Regions from separate parts of the Mus musculus genome. Here all the other regions are linked to region 1. Evidence: chromatin contacts called from public Hi-C data. All regions are on one chromosome and are shown on one strand. Each heading gives the region's core, a stretch centred on a gene start, on an enhancer-like site or on the middle of the called end of the contact. The rest is flanking DNA. Distances are from core to core; before and after follow the strand shown.

Region 1 (3,445 bases), core at 453-2,952:
AAAAGCTAAATTTAAAGCAATTCTTTAGAGTGAGACTTTCCGAAGCTGCCAGTCTGCCATGAATAGCAGAATCTTCAAGAGCTGGGAAAGATGCTCTGAAAATATTCCGCCAAAGAATTTTTCACTCATTTCCCCCGAACATAGAAATAATTCTTCTTCCTCTTCCTCTTTCTTCCTCTTATTCCTCTTCCTCCTCTTCTTCCTCCTCCTCCTCTTCTTCTTCTTCTTCTCTTCTTCTTCTTCTTCTTCTTCTTCTTCTCCCTGCCCCTTCCTCTCCCCCTCTCCCCCTCCCTCTCACTCTCTCTCTGTGCATGTGTGCATGTGTGTGTATGTGTGTGTGTGTGTGTGTGTGTGTGTGTGTGTGTGTGCATGTGTGTGTGGGGTACACTTTGAAAAATGCAGCTCATGTCCATTAGAAAAATAATTATCAGAGAATATTCTTCATATAGGAGACAGGTTCTGGATAGCAAGCTTCATTCATCCCCTGCAAGAAGAAGCTGAGGCAAAGAAATGACGTGTGTCAAGGATCTCTTCCTTTGCAATGAACTCTGGGTGGGATACTTCAGTAGCATGAACAAGAATTAGAACTGTAAAAATACGTGTTTACATTCCGCATCTTATCTGATTCATGTGCGCCTCTTAACACCATGAGGCTGACACTATTCTCGGATTTTTCTAGGTGCTAAACACTAGTTCCAAAGTTCACCTGCAATAACGGCCAGCTAGTTAGCAGCAGACCTTGAACTCCTGCTCATATGTGAAGCAAAGGTGAGACCAATCTCCTTCATATTAACAAGTACATAACCATCAGCCAACCTCCCTTACACACAGCAGCGAGAATGGCTTTTTTCCTAACACAAAAAGGGTTAGAAATGAAAGCTAAGACCATTGGGGTGGGGGATGGGGGGAGAGAAGCAGACAAGGGCCTGAATGTGGCCACATGATTGTTTATATCCCTATCCAAGGGAAAAGCATGGGAGGGTCACATCGAGAATAGCTCAGTGTCCAATATCAGCACCAGTATGAGCTCTGCTAGAGGTAGAGATTGGGAAATGTCCTCACATATCCCAATCATTTATTTTCTGTTGTAAATGCAAAATTCTCAGTAAGAGTTTACAGCAGAATGGCAACCTATTTAAGGAAAAGAGAGATTCTGTAACTTCTTAGGACATGGATAAGAGAGAGCAGATTCTTTTACATAAAGCATGTTGTGGGAGTCATGTTGCCATCACAGAGATCTTGTTCCCTGTAGCGGTAGATTCCCTCCTCCTGTTTATTTATTTGACCACATTCTGTTTTTCTAGCTGTTTGAGTTGAACTTCTGTGCTACCGGCTGATAACAGATCCAGGCCTGAGCAGGGCAGGCAGGGCTGTCAGTCGCCTCACATAACCTTAGCTGATAGACTTTGAGAGTCATGTTTTGAGTTCTTATCCTGAGTTCAATATGCCTGGGATTAGTCTCTGAATCACACAGCCTTTTACGACTGCTGTGGCAGCCTAGGCACACAAGGGGCTTCCCCTAGGCAGGCCACAAGTTCCTTGTTGTGACAGGCACTCTGTTTTGAAAGGCATTCGCTTCTGAGTGCAGACTGTTTACTATCTGTTATCCTTAAAAGGCCCTTGCCTAGATTCTGCTTAAGACTGGACCGTGATCTGTGCACCTGACACGACTGGCTGAAGTTTGCCCTGTGTGTACAGGAAAACACACACCCTCCCTGGTACAAATTCCAACCTTATCAAGTACTATCAGCGTCACCTCATGTGAGTTACTCAAGCGTCCTGGCCTTTGTCCCCCTCACCCATAGAGAGGGTACACTCTAAGGCCCCCTTCACAGGAGGGAGGTTATTTATTAGGAGTGGTCCATTCCCCCTCCCCGGTCTGAGGAGGACTTAGGGGCTATGCCGATATTGATTAGTGTGTTTTTCACAACTTGCAGCTAGTTGAACAGTGAGGACATTTATGGCCTCATAGGAGATGAAGTCTAGAGTCAGGAGCTCTGTGGCTCCTACAATCTAATGAGGGCCTCAACGGTTCAGCTTCCGTTTTCTGTCTCTGCATAGCTGTGTACCCAGAGGAGTTCGTCAGCAGTAACTCCTCTCCTTGGTGATGAAGCCACGGATACCAAGGTGCTGTTCATCTCCCTCTGGATTCTGGGAGAGTCTTCTCTCTGGTTTCTGGAACCCCAGTTCTTTCTGTTGCTTTGTTCAGACGAACTAAAATTAGGCCATTCTCTTGACTGGTAATTTTAACTGAAGGTGCTGGCTGTTTTGATGTTTCTGAACCACCATAGTGAACAAAATACCACGATTGCCCCGGCCTCATCAGGGCTCTTTCGAATATTACTGAAGGTATCTATCTAGTAAGGAGAGAGTGTCGTGAATGTTAAGAATAAGACTGCATCACATGGGCGCTGGGGAGATTGTTTTGTGATGTGTTTGCATTGCATACACACTATGGGATGAGTTTGGATCCCCAGCAATATATAAACGCCATGCCTACCAGTGTACAGTGGAATCCCAGATATGCAGATCTGCCTAGCAGCATCAGTATGCAAGCCAATGCCAGTGTGGGTGGGGACCAGCAAGAATCCCTGCCAGCAAATCAGTGTTTCTGAACCTTCTTAACGCTGCGATCCTTTAATACAGTTCCTTATGTTGAGGTGACCCCCGGCCATAAAACCATTTTCGTTGCTACTTCCTAATGGTAGTTTTGCTGCTGTTATGACTTGTAATGTAAATATCTGATGTGCAGGATATGTGGTATTTGACCCCTGTGCAAGGGTTGTTCAAAGCCCAAAGGAAAGTTGAAGCCCTTAAGTTGAGGACCATTGGTCAAGATGAAGAGCTAAAGGCAATAAAAACTGTTAAGAGAGAGAGAACTAGCATTCACCACAAATAAACTCCCTAAATAGTTATCCAAACTCAAATGTTCAGCCTTAAAATGCGCGCGCGCGCGCGCGCACACACACACACACACGCACACACACACACACACACACACACACACATTATATCTATATCTAATCTATATATCTCTTTTTTATCTATATCTATCTTTTTGTCTATCTTATCTATCCATCAATCAACTATCTATCATCTACCTATCTGTCCTATCTATCTATCTATCTATCTATCTATCTATCTATCTATCTATCTATAATCTATCTATAATTTAACTATCTATCTCATATATATCTTTATAACCAACACTAAATGGACCTAGCAGGTTGCATCTATACACTTATTTTCATATGCACATGTGCCTAACAATAATAATTTAAAAATAAGAGGCCATGAATTTGAAAAAGGAGTGGGGGTCATGGAAGGGGTTGGAAGGGGGACAGGTATAGGGATAAATAATGTGATACTATTTTAATTAAATAAAACAAGAAAAAAAAACAGTTACCTGTTGCGTGTAGTTTTAGCTCCTGGGGGAGGTGCACTA
Region 2 (3,445 bases), core at 244-2,743, 300 kb before region 1:
GGAGAGCATCATCCTGAGTGAGGTAACACAATCACAAAGGAACTCACACAATATGTACTCACTGATAAGTGGATACTAGCCCAAAACCTAGGATACCCACGATATAAGATACAATTTCCTAAACACATGAAACTCAAGAAAAATGAAGACTGAAGTGTGGACACTATGCCCCTCCTTAGAAGTGGGAACAAAACACCCATGGAAGGAGTTACAGAAACAAAGTTTGGAGCTGAGATGAAAGGATGGACCATGTAGAGACTGCCATAGCCAGGGATCCACCCCATAATCAGCATCCAAACGCTGACACCATTGCATATACTAGCAAGATTTTATCGAAAGGACCCAGATGTAGCTGTCTCTTGTGAGACTATGCCGGGGCCTAGCAAACACAGAAGTGGATGCTCACAGTCAGCTAATGGATGGATCACAGGGCTCCCAATGGAGGAGCTAGAGAAAGTACCCAAGGAGCTAAAGGGATCTTCAACCCTATAGGTGGAACAACATTATGAACTAACCAGTACCCCTGAGCTCTTGACTCTAGCTGCATATGTATCAAAAGATGGCCTAGTCGGCCATCACTGGAAAGAGAGGCCCATTGGACACGCAGACTTTGTGTGCCCCGGTACAGGGGAACGCCAGGGCCAAAGGGGGGGAGTGGGTGGGTAGGGGAGTGGGGGTGGGTGGGTAAGGGGGACTTTTGGTATAGCATTGGAAATGTAAATGAGCTAAATACCTAATAAAAAATGGAAAAAAAAAAAAAACAAAAAAAAAAAACAAAAAAAAACAAAAAAAAAAAAAAAAAAAAAAAAAAAAAAAAAAAGAAGCACTCTGCAAAGGGACAAAGCAGGAAGCCGCTGAGGCTGAGAAGGACGGACCAGGACAGCGCCCTCTAGTGGGACGTGGCTTCTAGATTAATAGGCCTGGCAGCAAGCTCGCTTTTGCTGGTTTTTAAAGCAGCAAAGGGTAATTTTCCCACGTGGATTTATGTTTGAAGATATCCCTAGAAGGTTTAAGCACAATTTCTGGTTGCTTTTAACAACTGGTAATCTCAACTCGGTATGCAATTCAAATGACGGCATTTTCTTTTTTTCAGAGAGCCAGATTAACTGAGCACTATATTCCAAATAGGCGTGTTGTAAAAGTAGTTTTTGCATTTTGGAGTAAAGTGTTTTAAAATATGCTTTTGTAATTAGATTATATTTAAAAAAACAAAACAAAACAAAAAACCTTATCTTTCCCACCTGGGCAGGGTTTAAACAAAGCCCAGGCAGTTTAAGGCTATTTTTAGTTCTGATTACTTATTCAGCTAAAATAATCCCAGGTTCAGCGGTTTATCTGGAGGAGGCACGACAGCTGGGCTCTCCCAGGCAGCCTCAGGTCAAAGCCTACGTCTTTATCAGGATCACGTGCTCTCCGCCTCCCCCGAGGACGGGAGGGAGAGCATACGAGGTGGCATGCTCTGTGACGCTAGTGTCGGTTTCACCAGCCTGGAGCCAGCAAAGTGGAGGAGAAACTGCTGATTCAGGGGCCTTCGATATGGCTGAGCTCACAGCAGGGAAAATAGGTCACTAATGACACGTGGCAAGAAGCCAAAAAAAAAAAAAAAAACCCAAAACAAAACAAAAAAACCCAGTGGCCAGGAGTTCTGAGAGGTCTGCCAAGGTCTGCCATGGGCAGGATCCATTGTCCTTGAATTCCAGAAAGAAAGCAGCGTGCTTTAATTTACTTAAAGTAGTCACAGGGCCACGGGACTCACGGGCTAAGACCATGATCTGGTCCCCCGTACACCGCGATGGCCCCAGAGTCCCTTCGCTTTGAGTTCTCAAGCTGAGACTATTGCTTGTTTTCCTCCGAGGCAGCAGGGGCAAAAGTGGCAATCTTAGCCTCCGTGCTTTCTTGTCCACTGAAGGGGTTCGCATCAGCGTGGCCTGAACCACGGCTGATCTTCGAGAAGCATCTCTCTGGTTCTAGGCAGAGGGTGTCCGGTGTGGTCCTTACGTGCTAAGACAGTGTTTTACTTTATCTTGGGGAGTGTCTCTCTGGACTGATGTGCCCTGGCTATGTTACTAGTTCTGTAGAAGAAGGAGGAGACGGAGAGAGAGGTTGGGAGTGTGTGGTGTAGACCCGGAGGTTCTTTCTCTCCCTTATCCCAGCCAACACCCCTGGAAGGATGCTAAATCAATTTTGTAGGAACAGCTCCAATACAGCAGGGTTGTCAGAGGAGCCCAAGGAAGCTCTTATCAGATGAGTTTCCAGGTCATGGTGCCATTGTTGGCAGAGGGACCACAGTTCAAGACACCCTGATCTAGGGTAGTCTTGGCCCTACCCACCTCATGAATAATTTCCACAATGCCTAGAACTTGCTCCACGGGTCAGTAATCACTTTAGAGTAAGACACATCTTGTTCATCTTTAATTTCCAGGCTCCATCAGTGCCCAGCACAGAGACAGAACGCAGAGCGCAGCGGTGGATCGCATTAGCCAGTGACTAAACCCTCTCGTGTGATAGTCTATCAGCAAATAAGATGGGTCGCAGAGCTGCTCTTCTCTAGGGCAGGGATTAGCCCACGTGGGATATTGATTTCCTTGACGGCCACTGATGAAATTGCTAAAATTAACATTAGAAATGACAGCGTGTCGAGATAAAAAGCTGGGTGGTATGATGTCATCAGAAGTGCCGGGGTTGAGGAAGAAGTCAGGCTGATTTTGGGAAAAATAAGCCTATCAAGTGGAGGGGAAGTGTACATACTATTTGTGATAAGGGACACCCTTTGTGAGTAGAGCATAATTAACACAGAGACCTGGGTGGGGGCATCGAGACATGGCTACATAGGTAGACAGGCAAACACAGGGATCTCATTGTGTATCCTCATCAGACATGTAAAAAGCCAGGCATAAGGGCCTGTAATACTAGTGCTGGAGATCTGGGAATGGGGATGGTCCCTGGGGCTATTGCTGAGCCCTTACTCTTATCCAGTTGATGAGCTCCAGGTGAACCTCTGTCTCAACAAATAGGGTGGACAGTGGTAGAGAAAGACACCAGATGTTAACCTCTGTCTTACACACACACACACACACACACACACACACACACGATTGTCTGAAAGCTTCCCAGTGGAGGAGACCCCATGTGGGATCTTACAGAACTGGGCAATGACGCACGGGAGATTATTCAGCCTGGGGACTGGACACAGCAGTCCAGTGTCGCTTATGTGTTCCGAGGAGACCAGCTCTGGAGTCTCCCCAGTCTGCTGGTTTTATTTGGATGGGTACAAGGGAAGATGGGCTGAGGACCTGCCCCTTCCCATCCAGCCACTGTTGCTTGTGTGACCCTCATTCATCCCATCATGCTTTGCTCTACCAATACAGTCTGCCCAGCAGTCCTCTGACGTTGACCTGGCCCCCTCCGGCTTTTATCTTCTTCCTCATGCCTTCTGCTTGCGACG
Region 3 (3,445 bases), core at 410-2,909, 270 kb before region 1:
TTTTTTTCTGTGTGTGCACCACATGCTTACAGTGCCCAAGGAAGCCAGAAGAAGGCATTAGATCCTTGGAACCGGAATTACAGCAATCATAAGTCACCATGCGACACTGGGAATTGAACCTGGGTTCTCTGGGAGAGAAGTCAGTGCTTTAAACCACTGAGCCATCTCTCTAGACAGTTTTTAACCAAGAAAATGGTAAAAATGCCATTTGTACAAGTCTTTCATGTGTTAGAATGGTTGTAACAGTTACTGGGGGTTTTCAGGAGTTCTTTGTGTTTCTTAGATGATATTGGGAAATCAGGGTTCCCCCTTGGGGTTCTTAGTTTCAATGAAAGAATTGAACGAAGCTCAAGGCTAGTGTTATTAGTGTTTTTTAAAAAGCCCCAGGGTGGGCAGCTGTAAATCCCAGCAGCTGCCTGGAGAATGTCGGTGAAAAGGAGGTGGGGGTGGGCAAGGCCTGACATTTGAGTGGGAGGGGGCTTTAGAAAGAGCATGGAAGTCCAAAGTACCATGGTGTGTGTGTGTGTGTGTGTGTGTGTGTGTGTGTGTGTGTGTGTGTTTGCATGTGTGCTCACACACCTATACACAGCATGTACACAGACATAGGCACACTTAAGGCAGTGGCTCTCAATCTATGGGTTGAAATCCCTTGGGGGGGGGAGTGTCTAACAACCCTTTCACAGGGGTCACATGTCAGATATGCTGCATTTCAGATGTGTAGTACAACCACGTTATGCTTATCCCCAACTAGCTCACAAATAAATGAGACTCCGACTATGGTTATTTTACTTGGCGTTGATAATTACTGGGGGTCACCCTTAATCTACTCTTTTGACTGCTGGCCTGGCTACCTTCCCAGGGGTATAACCCCAGATACTTGCTGTTTCTCCTGGCCACATGCTCACGGTCCATCTCTTCTCTTGGAGGCTTCCTCTTCTCCCCTCATCCCTCCTCCTTCTCCTCCTGGTCCCCACCCCCTCCTTCTCCACTGCCAACCAGGTTACTCAAAACCCATCTACCTTGAATCCCTCCAGTAATTGGATTCAACCAATTTTATTTAACCAGTAGTTTTAAATCAAAGAATAAGGTTTGCACAACAAAAGCTTGTCAACTCTAGGGTCCAGACATTTGGGCACAGAATTTAGCATTACAATACATAACAACAGACCAAACTCAACACTGATATTACATTACGATTCATAACAGTAGCAAAATTACAGTTATGAAGTAGCAAGGAAAATCATTTTTATGGTCGGGGTGAGGGGTCCCCACAGCATGAGGAACTGTATTAAAGGGTTGCAGCATTAGGGAGGGTGAGGACCAGTGGCTGAGGAGTTAGCATCTAGAAGAAAGAGACAAAAGAAAGGAAAAGTTGCCCTTTCCTGAGGCAAAGAAGAAGGGCTGGGCTGAAAGTAGAATGGGTATCTGAACCATTCTCCCAGCTTCCCTCTCTCCCATGGTGATCCTAGGAAAATATTCCTCACAGTGATTCTGGGACCCACAGACATTTTGTGTCTGCCTCTCTGAATCATTTTCCCACCAGACACACCTAGAGCTGGAAAGAAGAGCAGCCTGGCGTGGGTCTGTTGGAGTGGTATTGTTAAGACTGTCTGTGTCAGCAAGGGCTGAGGTCAGAGCATATGTCACGTGTCCCTGAGGCTCACTCCGACACAACTGGGACAATGGTGAGACAACAGTGCCTAATCCAGCTGGAGAGTTGCTGAACACCCCGCAGCTGAGGGCCCCACTGCTTTCTAGCAGTAACTAGGGCTCTTTTATCAACCCCCAAGTCATGATTTCCCTCAATATACTAAATGTTTTAAAAAGAAGAAAGCCATTTTTAAAGGGCTGACACTCACAAACAGTCAAAAGCTGAAGTGGTACTCTTCCCCTCACAACACATTTTAAAGTTTTAGAAAAATCTAGAAAGGAAGTAGCCAGACTAAGGCACTTTCTTTATTTCTAAATCTTTTTTGTTTTGTTTTGTTTGTTTGTTTTTTCTGGATCTTAAAAAAAAAATGTATATGTGATCTTCAGGAAGGAAGGGGAAGATATTTATAGGCTGTTCCTGACTTCCTGTTTCTAAAGATAGTCTGCTAGTATCTACAATTTCTGTTCAGAACGTTGGCTCTACTTGCATGACAAAGGACGCAGTGTTCAGAGACCTCCCTTCCTCCCCACATCTTAGGCATTTGCTGCCATACTTATGAGGACCTTTGGAGTCCTGATTTAGGTGACTTATAAACCCCTCCCTCAGGGTGGGGGAGTAGGTTTACCATTGCCGAATCTCTTCTAGAGAGCCTCACTGCCTCAAGCAAAGACTGAACCTAAGGGTCTGTCCGGGTCCATCCATTCCTTGCTGGTGCTTGGAGTGCTTGTGAAAAGACGCCTGTCACATTTAAACTGACTTTAATATTATTTAAAGAAAAATGATTACCTACTGAGTTCAAAGCCATAGTTCAGACAGGAAAGGGGGTGGGCAGGTGGGTGTTTTTAGTGTTTCTTGAATGTATCAAAACTTCTTCAAAATCCTACAATGTGCCAATTCATTTGAGACTTCTTACCATTTGTTTCAAACAGGTAAGACTTTGTTGCCTCGAGTCTTCCAGAAGCAGAAGGCCCCTGGAGTCTTGGTTTATTTGGTAGGTCAGCCAGATGCTAATACTGGGGACCCTGCCCTATGTGTCCTTTGATTTAGCCCACAGATATATCTCTACCAAGATCAAGAATTGCTGACGACTACTGTAACAAAAAGGAGCAGCCATTGCCTGGGCTCACCTCTGAAGAGCTTAGAGGCACCGGCTGCCAGCAATGAGTGCTTGCAAGAGGGAGGGACTGCGCTCCTGGAAGGGGCGCCCGCCCAACCAGATGTGGGACTTGTGTCTGAGACCTGAGATGGGGAGGGGAGATAGGAGGACAGGACTAGATTGCTATGCAGGGAACACCTGCAGGCAGAGAGGACAAGGCCATGGAGGTACACAGAGAGGAGGAAAAATTCAGTGTCTCAGAGCATCTAGGGCAAATGCGTCCATTGTGACAGAATCAGCCCTGGGAAGACAGTCATAGGAAGGAGTGTGAATTCTCCAAATTGCTGAGGACAGACAGTGTTCTCCAGGCGACCCTCCTTTATCCCCTCTGGGTTTCTAGAACCCCATCCCTTGGTTCCCATCTTTTATTCATCGTATACCAGTTTTTGACATCTTTCTCCCCTCTGAGACCTATACCCCTTGGCTCTTCATGCCTCTTATAATTCGTTCACACTTTATAAGGTGGTTTAATTTAATCACAGGGCTTTAAATAGCATCTTCACCCCTGCACACTCAATTTATCCCTCGTCTTGACGTTTCCAAACAAATCGAGATTCCTAAGTCTGACTGATTCCTTGACCACTTTCATTAGCTGTCTGAGAGGCCACTGAGGCTCAGTCCTGGGCTGTGGTTATAGA

The links. A called contact is a pair of places that touch in the nucleus more often than the background predicts.
Region 2: a Hi-C map of liver shows a contact between it and region 1, with 6 times the contacts expected there. The contact joins two enhancer-like sites. A contact is called at or near these places in 1 of 39 promoter capture datasets (hippocampal neurons), 1 of 15 datasets of contacts at CTCF or cohesin (large pre-B cells), 14 of 484 Hi-C or Micro-C datasets (CD8 T cells, Th1 cells, cardiomyocytes and 6 more) and 4 of 115 datasets of contacts at active chromatin or transcription factors (astrocytes, embryonic stem cells, extraembryonic endoderm stem cells and 1 more).
Region 3: a Hi-C map of bone marrow-derived macrophages shows a contact between it and region 1, with 21 read pairs. The contact joins two enhancer-like sites. A contact is called at or near these places in 1 of 484 Hi-C or Micro-C datasets (bone marrow-derived macrophages) and 2 of 115 datasets of contacts at active chromatin or transcription factors (extraembryonic endoderm stem cells and regulatory T cells).

The regions. Positions count from the first base shown.
Region 1 is chr10:118,764,293-118,767,737 of GRCm38.p6, reverse strand. All of the region lies in intron 1 of Gm33439 (a long non-coding RNA gene), which reads right to left. Among named protein-coding and RNA genes, the nearest start is that of Gm33439, 19 kb to the right of the region's middle. Within about 2 kb of position 1,702, at least 122 of the 459 cell types and tissues checked have an H3K27ac peak or open chromatin away from gene starts, as enhancers often do. A contact at or near this core is called in bone marrow-derived macrophages, extraembryonic endoderm stem cells, hepatocytes and 2 more, where this site is marked.
Region 2 is chr10:119,063,624-119,067,068 of GRCm38.p6, reverse strand. No RefSeq gene overlaps it. Among named protein-coding and RNA genes, the nearest start is that of Gm33861, 11 kb to the left of the region's middle. Within about 2 kb of position 1,493, at least 142 of the 459 cell types and tissues checked have an H3K27ac peak or open chromatin away from gene starts, as enhancers often do. A contact at or near this core is called in extraembryonic endoderm stem cells, hepatocytes and liver, where this site is marked.
Region 3 is chr10:119,038,600-119,042,044 of GRCm38.p6, reverse strand. All of the region lies in intron 3 of Gm33677 (predicted gene, 33677), which reads left to right. Among named protein-coding and RNA genes, the nearest start is that of Gm33677, 10 kb to the left of the region's middle. Within about 2 kb of position 1,659, at least 40 of the 459 cell types and tissues checked have an H3K27ac peak or open chromatin away from gene starts, as enhancers often do. A contact at or near this core is called in bone marrow-derived macrophages, extraembryonic endoderm stem cells and regulatory T cells, where this site is marked.